Regions from separate parts of the Zea mays genome. Here region 1 is linked to region 2. A link is a contact called in public Hi-C data. All regions are on one chromosome and are shown on one strand. Each heading gives the region's core, a stretch centred on a gene start, on an enhancer-like site or on the middle of the called end of the contact. The rest is flanking DNA. Distances are from core to core; before and after follow the strand shown. Region 1 has its middle 40 kb from the start of LOC100384247. Region 2 holds the start of LOC542550 (iron-sulfur protein 1).

The links. A called contact is a pair of places that touch in the nucleus more often than the background predicts.
Region 1: a Hi-C map of leaf shows a contact between it and region 2, with 5 times the contacts expected there. The contact joins the enhancer-like site here to the promoter of LOC542550 in region 2. A contact is called at or near these places in 2 of 25 Hi-C or Micro-C datasets (endosperm and leaf).

What each region holds. Positions count from the first base shown.
Region 1 is chr10:114,401,391-114,407,259 of Zm-B73-REFERENCE-NAM-5.0, reverse strand. No RefSeq gene overlaps it. Among protein-coding and RNA genes, the nearest start is that of LOC100384247, 40 kb to the left of the region's middle. Within about 2 kb of position 2,894, at least 19 of the 20 cell types and tissues checked have an H3K27ac peak or open chromatin away from gene starts, as enhancers often do. A contact at or near this core is called in endosperm and leaf, where this site is marked.
Region 2 is chr10:114,181,744-114,187,359 of Zm-B73-REFERENCE-NAM-5.0, reverse strand. It overlaps LOC542550 (iron-sulfur protein 1), which reads right to left and starts at 2,878. Exons shown (of 2, transcript NM_001371631.1): 1 at 2,625-2,878; 2 at 219-1,180. The coding sequence starts at 2,799. The coding sequence ends at 534.

The DNA.
Region 1 (5,869 bases), core at 1,645-4,144, 220 kb before region 2:
GCCACTAGCCGACCCTTATCGAACGGGGCACAGGCGTCCACTCGGATCACCCGTTAGCAACTCACTGGAGACACCATGTTCGGCGCCCTCCGAGGGCAACATGGCACTCTCCCCCCTCCTCTTGCGGAAAGGCGACGAAGGGGCGTATGATAAAAGCTGAGTCAGTCCTTGACCGTCCTCTCGCTCTGTGCAGAGGCTCGGGGGCTGCTCTCGCAAACCCGGCTCCGGCCAAACCGTTGACAGCGTGAACATACCAGCCCGAGAACTTGGAACCTGACTATGCACCCGGGCAACGACCAGTTCGCATGAGGGAACAACCAGACCGGCCGAGGCATCACGAAAGGCATTAAGACCTCAAAGGAGTCAAACCACTCCTCCGAGGCCTCGGGGGCTACACCCGGCGGGTGCACTCGCGCGCACCCACCGGAACGAAATGCAACCGAGAAAGGCCGGTCCCCTTGCAAAAAAGTGCGACAAAAGCCTCCAAGCGAGTACTAACACTCCCTTCGAGGCTCGGGGGCTACTGTCGGGGACCATAATTAGGGGTACCCCCAAGACTCCTAATCTCAGCTGGTAACCCCCATCAGCACAAAGCTACAAAGGCCTGATGGGCGCGATTCCGGTCAAGGCTCCGTCCACTCAAGGGACACGATCTCGTCTCGCCCGAGCCCAGCCTCGGGCAGGAACAGTAGACCAAGGCAGATTCACGCCTCGCCCGAGGGTCTCCTCAAGCAACGGGCACACCTTTGACTCGCCCGAGGCCCAGCTCGGGCAGGCTTCGCGGAGAAGCAACCTTGGCCAGATCGCCATGCCAACCCACCGTATCGCAGGAGCAATCAATGCAAGGATCGCCTGACACCTTATCCTGACGCACGCTCCTCAGTCAACAAGGCCGCAGTGACCGCAGTCACTTCGCCGCTCCACTGACTGACCTGACAGGAAAACAGCGCCGCCTGCCCTGCTTCGACTGCTGTGCCACTCGCCAGAGTGAGGCCGACAGCAGCTAAGTCCAACCTCGGGCGCCATAGGAAGCTCCGCCTCGCCCGACCCCAGGGCTCGACCCCCATCTCGGCCTCGGAAGACGGTCTCCGCCTCGCCCGACCCCAGAGCTCGGACTCAGCCTCGACCTCGGAAGACAGACTCCGCCTCGCCCGACCCCAGGGCTTGTACTCAGCCTCGACCTCGGAAGACGGTCTCCGCCTCGCCCGACCCCAGGGCTCGGACTCAGCCTCGACTCCGGAAGACGGTCTCCGCCTCGCCTGATCCCAGGGCTCGGATTCAGCCTCGACTCCGGAAGACGGTCTCCGCCTCGCCCGACCCCAGGGCTCGGACTCAGCCTCGACTTAGGAGGAGTCACCGCCTCGCCCAACCTCGGGCTTGGACCAACCACGACACAGGGGGGCCATCATTACCCTACCCCTAGCTAGCTTAGGCTATGGGGAACAAGACCGGCGTCCCATCTGGCTCGCCCCGGTAAAACAAGTAATGATGGCACCCCGCGTGCTACATGACGACGGCGGTTCTCAGCCCCTTACGGAAGCAAGGAGACGTCAGCAAGGATCCGACAGCCCCGACAGCTATGCTTCCATAGGGCTCAAGCACTCCTCCGACGGCCACGACACCACATGAACAGGGCAGCAACACCTCTCCAACAGCCACGTCGGCATGTACAAAGGGCTCTGGCTCCTCTCCGCTAGACACGTTAGCACATTGCTATGCTCCCCGTTGTACACCTGTACCCTCTCCTTACATCTATAAAAGGAAGGTCCAGGGCCCTCACACGAGAAGGTGGCCACGCGGGAGAACGAGCCGACGCACGAGGCTCTCGCTCTCTCTCTCCCTCGCGAACGCTTGTAACCCCCTACTGCAAGCGCATCCGCCCTGGGCGCAGGACAACACAAGGTCGCGGTTTCCCCTTACTGTTTTCCCCCCTTGTGTTTCGTCTCGCGCCGACCCATCTGGGCTGGGACACGCAGCGACAATTTACTCGTCGGTTCAGGGATCCCCCGGGGTCGAAACGCCGACACACACAATCTGATTTCGAGGGTCGAGATTAGACCTAACATTTTATAAACCGGTGTGCAACCTAGGCCTTCCGATCACGATCAGACGACCTAGATCAGATCAGCGAAGCAGTACGCCTCCAATCGATTCTCAGTCGTCCGCCTCAAAATCTTCGTCTCGGATTTAAATGATCAACCAGCTATGCATTAGATCAAACTTCGGTCGTTCGTTCTCGATCTAACGGACATGCTTGCTTCTTCCTTCCCCGACGATGCACCCGAGCGGCATCTGCACGGCTCGCGACGGTGCTGATGCCGACGAATGGCCAGTCAGTGCCTTGGTACCTGGTCTCTATCATAACTAGGTACGAATAAATGTGTAGACGATCGTGAAACGATTGAATATATCCTTACCAGTATCCTTGCAACATGGACTCCCATCCATGGTTGGCTGTGGACGATGGCGATTCCCAGTCGTCGATGAGGAATTCCACTTGCCACGATCGTCCTTCACGCCCAATCGTGCCACAAAAGCTTTCGTTGCCCACCGGTGAACCTCCTCGGCCAGGCTCCGACAGCTCGGCGATAGTGAATCGAAGTATCCGCATGCGGCAGAGATCTCTCGTTCCCTCCCTCTCATCGGCGATGGTGGTGGCGACCCGTGAGGTGACTAAACTTCGATGGCATGAGGGGAAGGATTGAGGTCGCATATATATACTATGAAGGGGGACGAATTGGATTGGGAGAAGAGACGTCGAATCCCCTGGGATACGCGCGATTCAGTTACGACAACAACCCATGGTGGAGGAGGACTCTGATAGTAGGGGCCCACACGTTGGTGGCCAGAGTGTGGGGGAGAACCGGAGAACTTGGTGTGAGGCTGACAGCGCGGTCCCACCAGACAGGCTGAACCGAAGTCGCCGAGACGAGGATCTCGGGCGCGTGCAGGTGGAGGCCTGACCGGAGGCCCCGCATGTCGGCACAATGCTGCCGAGCGAATGGCTCCGCGTGGAGGTGAGTTGGGTCGGCACCGGGTTTTGACCCAAGTGGTGCTAGGCCACGCGGAGAGGGTGTCGAGATGGCCCGATGGGGAAATTTAGCCCAGAAGCAGGTTTAGGCTTTCCTTTTTTTCTTTTCTATTTTCAAACTTCAGACTAGATTCAATCCAATTTCAAACTCTATGATAAATGCACAAATTAAATCACAACATGAGATGCAAGTTATAGTTATTTTTAGTTATTTTATTTATTTATCTAGGCAATGTTCCTGATATGAAATGCACACACATATTGTTCCTTTTAAACGTGAAGTCAAATTGAAGGTTTACTTTTAGGACTCAATAACCATTACCTATTTGTTTTAGTAGAGAAATAATTTCTAGGTTATAGTCTTTGTTATAATTTTAATTTAACTTTTTGGAGGACAATTATAAGTATGCTAAACTCATATAAGGATCTTCTTCATTTAGGAATCCACATTTATTTAGATCTTGGAAGAATCTTTTTAACAAATTCAAAGTAAGATTTTTGGGTGTTACAAGAAGGAAAAAAGCAAGCTTGAGCCAAAATGGGAAGACCCTTACATAATCATCAAGAAGATTTCACCAAATTCCTACAGACTAATTGGCCAAACAGGAGTAGAGCTCGAGCACTCCTAGAACATAAACAATTTAAGGAAATATTATATGTAGGCTGACTCCGCTCGACAGGGCTCCTCTTGATCCCTTGTAATCATCATGCATTTTTGTAATTAGGCACATACTCTTTTCCTCATGATGGGTTGAGGTTTTTAATGAGGCGGATCCATGTAATAATAAAGCAGAAATCCCCCTACAAACTCTTTCACCCATCGAAAAGGCTCAAACTAGAGCCATAATATTCGACAACCATAAGTCACTGTCACTCCTTGGAAGTTGAGCCCCCACACATGCCTTCGCTCTCCATGGCTGCCTACCCTGCATTAGAGATCTCATTGATTGGTAAGTACAAATGGTGATCGAGGGCTAGTTCCATCTTCGCACCAATAGAGGCCATAAGCAAAGGAGTAAAGAAGGAGAAAGTGACTAATAAAAAAGACGTTATGATGATGTGATAGGATCTGGATGGCTAGAGGGAGGTTAATGGGCTATAAATTCCTTTCTATGCCACAAGATACTAGTGCAAAGTTAATTAGTATAAGAGGTAACATGGAAGTTAATACTTGCTCTAGCTCTATTTCTTAATAAGAAAGGTTATTAAACAAATCTAATTGTTATATCTCTAAGTTGATTTCACTAAACATGCAAAATAGCAACTACTTAAGTACACTAGAGATCTAAGAAAAAACAACTAGTAACAAATATAAGCTTCCATAATGTTGTTACTCAAGCAAACTATCATAGGAGACATGAATATGAGTATAAAACCTAGAGTGACACTGATCAAACCAAACCGGACAGGTGAATTTACACAATGATTTATATGCAAGGTTCAATTGCTTACTGGTAACCTACACCCTTTATTGTAGTAAGACCAAGCTAGGTGGTTCACACGATAATTAGCATCACACACCAAACTCATAATTAGGGCATCTTATAACCGCATCAGTGAGGCACTCCAACTTGCCATGATTCCACTAGGGTTGCTCATCGCAATATCTCACTAGCAATGAGAACAATGTTGGATTTATGGGCCTAGCCTATTTGAGAAATTCATTTAAATCCTAGGAAAATCTCAAAAGCTCATGTATGGCAAGGGAATGGTGGAACCAATAGTTCCACATTGCTAGTTTAAGTGGAGTGAGACTAGTTTATATGTGGAGGCTTCCCTCTCCCACAAAGTCATGGATGAGGGGAGAGAGGATGGAATGCCACATATGTGCGTGCGCTCGCTCGCTTGGCTTGTCCGAGGCAGGGCAAAGGACGCGAGCGCACGACATGCACATGAATGGTTCACCAAAATCTAGACCCTAAACCTTGTGGGGGCACGACTTTCTTTTGCTATTTTTATTTTTGGTTACTTGATTGTTAAGCTTAGAGTCATTTTTCGATAACTACCAGATTGCAATATGAGACCTTATTAGATCACACAATAGATGAGGACTCGACTCATTATTGGTTTGTGGGACATGGAGACAACTCTATATATTGCGCTTAACAGCCATCGCCAATATCATCCCAACACGAGTTAGGTTTTGCATCTACTTACTGCTGCGTAGTCGTTGTAGTCTTCCTCCCGAGCACTGACGTGCGTCTGCGGTCGGGGGAGCAGGTCTTTGGAACCCTTCGCCTTCGAGATCCTGCATCGAGAGTAGGGGTGGTAATGGATCACTATCCAAATGTTTCTTCACAATTTGTTGAGCCCCTTAACTAATTTTAGTTCAAAAGTGAATAGAAATAGAGCCCGATCCTAATCCTATTCAATCCTTAAATCTTATAGTGTAAAATTTAGAGCCCATTACCACTTCTAATCGGGATAGGGTGAATAAGGTTTTTGGGAAGCAACTTCTCGCGACTTCTACCATTCTTCTCGATGACTATCACCATCATCTTCCATACCACTTCCATGCCATCATTCAGTATGTCTAATCAGTATGCATTATCTGATCTAATCTCATACTTTAGTTTATCTATCGCTATATAAATGTGTTTTGTGTATGGCTTATTAGCCTATTAGGCAACAACATGCTATTCTTTTTACTATAGTTCAAGATATGTATTTATATTTATTCTGGAATATGTCTACTTATTCAACAATCCAAAAATCTTGTTGTAAACAATTTCCTAGTTTAACTATGGCCGGTTTTGTCGAGGCGCTTAGGCTAGAGGAACTCTCTGGTATGCACTTCAAGAGGTGGAAAATCAAGGTCACGCTCTAGCTTACCACTAT
Region 2 (5,616 bases), core at 1,629-4,128:
CCGAAAGATATATTCTCTCCATTTCTCCGTTCCAAATTATTTCAAATGAAGGGATCTAAACAGCCCGTTAGAGAATTTGATCAAATACTATAGAGAGAATTACAAAGGTTATGACATCAAATGGGTATTAATATAAAAATATAATTAACGAAGAATCTACTGACAGGTCCTTATCATAAATACTATTATTAGTATACAAATCTGGTTAAATTTAAGATGCTCTGATTCTAACAAAGTTAGAATGACTTAAAATTAAATTCGGAGGAAGTAATTAATATCCTTCCTACGGTATCTCAGAAAACTGAAGTTCCAAATGACTCCCAACTTACATTTTAGTAGCAGCAAAGTAGCACATTATTTTGTACTTGAAAAACGCACTTTGGCATATAACAGTCGACCATAAAGGAATTGCAATGATCCTCGTGGAGCAAAAAAAAAACACTAGCCAAACTGTCATAGGAAGAAACAATATAACAGCACAGCAGGGATTCACCTGAGTGAAGTAGATAAACAGACAGGTAGCTTTCGAGCTCTTAGCCTACGAGCAGTTTGTTCTCCTCCAAGAAACTGTAGGTAGGGACCTCGAGGTTGAACGGCGCAGGGCCCTTGCGGATCCTCCCGGAAATGTCATAGTGGGAACCATGGCATGGGCAGAACCAGCCGCCAAAGTCTCCGGCATTAGGTAGTGGGATGCAGCCGAGGTGCGTGCACACGCCAATGACCACCAGCCACTCAGGGTTCTTCACACGCTCTGCATCCTGCTCTGGGTGGCGCAGGGATGCCACATCCACACTGTTGGCAAGCTTGATGTCATCCTCTGTCCGACGCCTGATGAAGACTGGCTTTCCACGCCACTTCACGGTCACTGTGGTCCCTGGCTCGATGCTGGAGAGGTCCACCTCAAGTGAAGCAAGGGCAAGCACATCCTTGCTTGCTGACATGCTCAGGACAAACTTCAGTACGAGAAGACGCAGCAGTGATGCATATATGAACCTCCCACCACTCAGGACAAAGTATGCAAAGGCACGCTTGCTGGGATCTCCAGGAGGATATCTTTCATGGTTGTACTCATCATAAACCACCTTAGGGTTAGGATTCTTCACAGCAGCCACAGTTGCTGGGAGGTCAGCTAGGCCCGCATCTTGGTTCCTTGGGACAACTGTTTCAGTAGAAGAGAAACCTGCATAACAGAGTAAGAAAAAACTGTCACATGACTCATGTTCGGATAGAAACAAATAGCAGTGATAACAGAGCATTCAACCTCCAGATAAGTAAAAGGTAAATAACATATGCGACATTAGGATCATCCGGTGAAACATTTCATCTAATTGAATGCCAACACTAAAATATGTGTCCCATAAAATTGGAACATGAAGGAGCCACATGTGCTTCAGTACATGGTTTTTGAGGGACTGCAGCGCCCAGTGGAGCTGGGGGTACGCCTGGATGCCCAGGTACCTTCTAGGCGATATGGTGTAACTAAAACCCTATGGCTCCTGGGGTACACCTGAACGCCTAGGCGCCTCAACAACCATGTTTCAGTATTCTTTTGCTTGGCATAATGTTGATCTTGCTTATAAGAGGCATGCAATAGATATTAGCTATTTTTACAAAAAACTGAAAAATGAGGAATATTTTTAAAACGAGTCGGTACCATAATTATTTCTTTAACCTTCAGGACAGTGCCCACTGTTGTGGTCTTTGCCAACAGGACTGTCATTTCGCGGCACAATAACATAAGTAAATCAACAAAGGTAACATGGCAAAAGGAACAGCAGCCATATGTAGGTCTCTAGAACAAGGAAACGAGGGAACCCATCCAAGAAGTAAAACTAGACTTATAAATACATGACAAATGTTTGTAAAATCAGAAGTTCAGATACTAGTTTTTATTTTGGACGAGGTTCGTAACTGTACCATCAAACTAATGCAATAGCACAACACTGTCATGATAGTAACCAAATTCACCAACCGCCATCAATTTTACCAAACTGTTACCAACATTCTAAAATCAAGGGAATATACTTGCTACGAAGAGGGCCTCTGGACAGCAACACAAGCCATTCAGTTAAGTGTCAAATCATTCAAAAGGAATTTGAGGAATATCAATTAAATATAAATTAAGCTGCATAACAAGTATTGTTAAATAATTTCCCTCCCCCTCTACTATTATTCCCATCCTAGCAACACAGCTCATCACCAAGTTCCATCCTAGCAACCCAGCTCATCATACACTGCTAATCACAAACGGAAGGAGGTATTCTTTTATGTCAGAGCACAGCTCGGTGGCTGCACATAAGAAATGGATGTCAAACAGCATAAGACATGCTAAAAATAAGGGAACAAATTCTCCCGGGTCCTGACAAGAACACAAATTGTCTATCAAATGGACAGACAAAGTGCCTACAAGACCGATCAACGTAAGAGCTACAGCTATTGCACAACAAGCTACAGGAAGGCCTCGAAACAGAACTACACCATCATCGAGAACCCAAACAATCATCCAAAACTTCGCAAAACTAGAAATCCTTGTATCGCAGATCAAGCCCGATGGATCCCGATCTCAATCCGAGCCAAATCTACACGAAGACACGAGAATCAGGATGAAGGTCGCGCGCGCTTACCCCTGGAAGCGACAAAGAAGGGGGAGTCGATGGAGAACCGCGGATGGCTCCGTCCGCGAGCCGAGTCGTCGTCCCGGTCGGGGACGCCAGCGCCGGCGAGGGGACCCCTGGCTACCGCCGCGGCGGGGCGCCAGGAGAGGGAAGACGAGAGCCTTCTCCCCGCAACCCGCAGCATCGTGTCGTCCTCTTCCTCCGGCCGGTGGTGGCGCTCGCCTCCGATCTGATCTCGGCTAGGGTTCGCGCCTTGGCGCACGACGCACGGAGGTAGAGACTGGTGGTGGTGGAAACAAGAGGTTGAGAAAACATATTGGGAGCGGTGGGCTATGCTGGCCCAATATTAGCAGCCCACTTGTATATGTAGGCTTTTGGCTATACTTTCTTGGGCCTAAAACCTCTGGCTAGCCTGCTTTCAAATAAGATTGCAGCGACATAAAATAAAGATGCATTGTACCAATTACTACTCTACAAGTGGAGGCTACACTTAACTGTAATTCTGCTATCGTTCTCCCGTGAGGCCGTGATTACTGACGGCTGGTTTTGTTACTCTATTAGGGCCTGTTCGGTTGTACCGGAATGAGCCAGGATTCATTCCAGTTCATCAAAATCTATATAAATTAGAGAAGTAATCCAGCTAGGAATTAATCCGGGGCTCCAATCCGGAACAACCGAACAGGACCTTAGGGCTTGTTCGTTTACATCGGATTGCACCCGGAATCGTTCCGGCTAATCAAAGTTTATATAAATTAGAGAAGCAATCCGACTCGGAATCGTTCCGACCCACCAATCCGACACAAACGAACAAGGCCATGTTCGTTTGTGTCGGATTGGTGGGTCGGAACGATTCCGAGCCGGATTGCTTTTATAATTTATATAAACTTTGATTAGCCGAAATGATTCCGGGTACAATCCGATGTAAACGAACAAGGCCTTATTCATCTCAATCCACATGTATTGAATTAAATTAGGGTGTAAATTATGGATGTTTAAATGCACTACAGCTAATAGTTAGTTGACTAAAAAATTGCTAGTAAAATTAGCTAGCTAACAAATAGCTAGTCAATTATTAGCTATAGTGTTTTGATGTCTTCAACTAATTTTAGAAGCTAACCATCAGCTCTAGTGCATTCAAATATCCCCTAAATTAATTTACACCCTAATTCACCTCAATACATGTGGATTGAGGCGAATACTAGAGTACCAAACAAAGCCTAAGGGGTGTTTCCAAGTAAAGTTTTTTTGAAGGTTTAAGATAAAATCATGGTAGTGGAGAATATCATAGTTGAAAGATTCCTGGTGAGTTTTGTTGTTTTGGATGACAACATAATCAAAGGTCTAATTGAGGTGTTAAGTGTTGAAGAGCTACTTAGTGAAAAGCTTCAAGGCTCAAGAGTGATATTCCATATAAGATGAGATGGTATGGATTGTACATATCAAAAGTCAAAGTGAAGGATGAACATTGATTAAGTGGAACTCAATGTACATGACAGAGACAACAGGTCAAACTATAAACAAGGCAAGATGGTCTTCGAGGTACTAGAGCAAGGGAGAAGATCAAGAGGACTAGAGTACCTAAAGCCAAGGTGAAGAAGAGGCTCTTACAAAGTCAAGGTTGATCGAGTTGAGAAAGGTTTTGGTGCATTGAGAATCACAACATAAGGACATGACTTGAATCCATTAAGGTAATTCCTATGGTTGTATGGTTCAAGTAATAAGGCTCAAGATCCTAGCTCAAGTAGAGTCATGGTCACAAGAAGTGCAGAAGTGTCAAAGTTAGAACCTGGAAGAGCCCAAAAGAGCTAAATATACTTTGACTTATAGTTTGGATCATTCCTGTGTTTGGAAATGTTCTTGTTGACCATTACAGGATCTTGGAGCTCAAAGATGGCCAATGAGACCAAGTTATGTCGAGTTGAGGTTTTGGAGTCCAACCCTAAGCTTAAATAGGCCAAAATGAGCAAAACAATGATAAATGTTAAATATGAGAGGTCTAGGTATTCAAACATGTTTCATACACTTTTACTATGTATTTGATACCTCGGTTTGCACACTAACTTGTTTTGTAGCAAAAGTACCATTTTGGTCCCTGTTTGAGGAGAAATAGAGAAATAGACAAGGAGATAAGAAAGATGTGAGTTTCTGTGACTTAGTCAATTGGATTATACTTTAATCATGTGTGTCTAAGTTACAAGGAAGTTCTCTAAGAAATCCAAGTTGGATGGAGAATAAAAGGAGAAAAATGACTTCACTATAGCCTGTCTAGACGCACTAGAACACTTCTACAGAGAAGTCAAAAGGAGTCTCTGGCGGCCTGGCGCACCAAACCGCCTACAATAGTGGTCTAGGTGCACCAAACTGCCTGTACGGAGGAACTCTGCAATATCGGGAATTAAATTTTATAATTCATCGGATCGTCTACAATGCTGGTCCGGTGGTGCACCAGACCACCCAGTAATGGCTAGTTCTAGGAGCGCTAGCTGGTCGAACGGCTAGCTGACGTGGACCTCGGTCTTAGGGTGCACCGGACCAGTTCGGTAACCACTATAAGGGGCTTGGGGCTATATAAAGGAGACTCCCATGACCCCAAGGAGCACACAAAGGCAACATGCAAGTGTAGTAGTATTGTATAGTCATTCTCTATCCCACTCTTATGTATTTCTCTCTAGATTAAGTGTTAGTGTGTGTTCTAGCCAAAAGAGATAGGCAAAGTGCTGCTGCAAGAAAGAGCTAGCGAGTGTGATGTTGAGCAAGACCTTCATGTTGGTTTCTTCTATTGTCGAGGTATCGAGTTGTGATAGTCACAGTTTTGATGTACTATAACACCAACATATAGTGGAAGACTCGGTTTATCACACTGGTGATAAACCTGAGCAAATAGATGAAGGAGTTGAAATAGACTCCAAGTCAGGTTGGCTATCTCCAACATGGATGTAGGCAAGCATTTTAGGCCTGGCTGAATCACGAGAAAAATCGTCGTGTCCCCTGTCTCTTGATT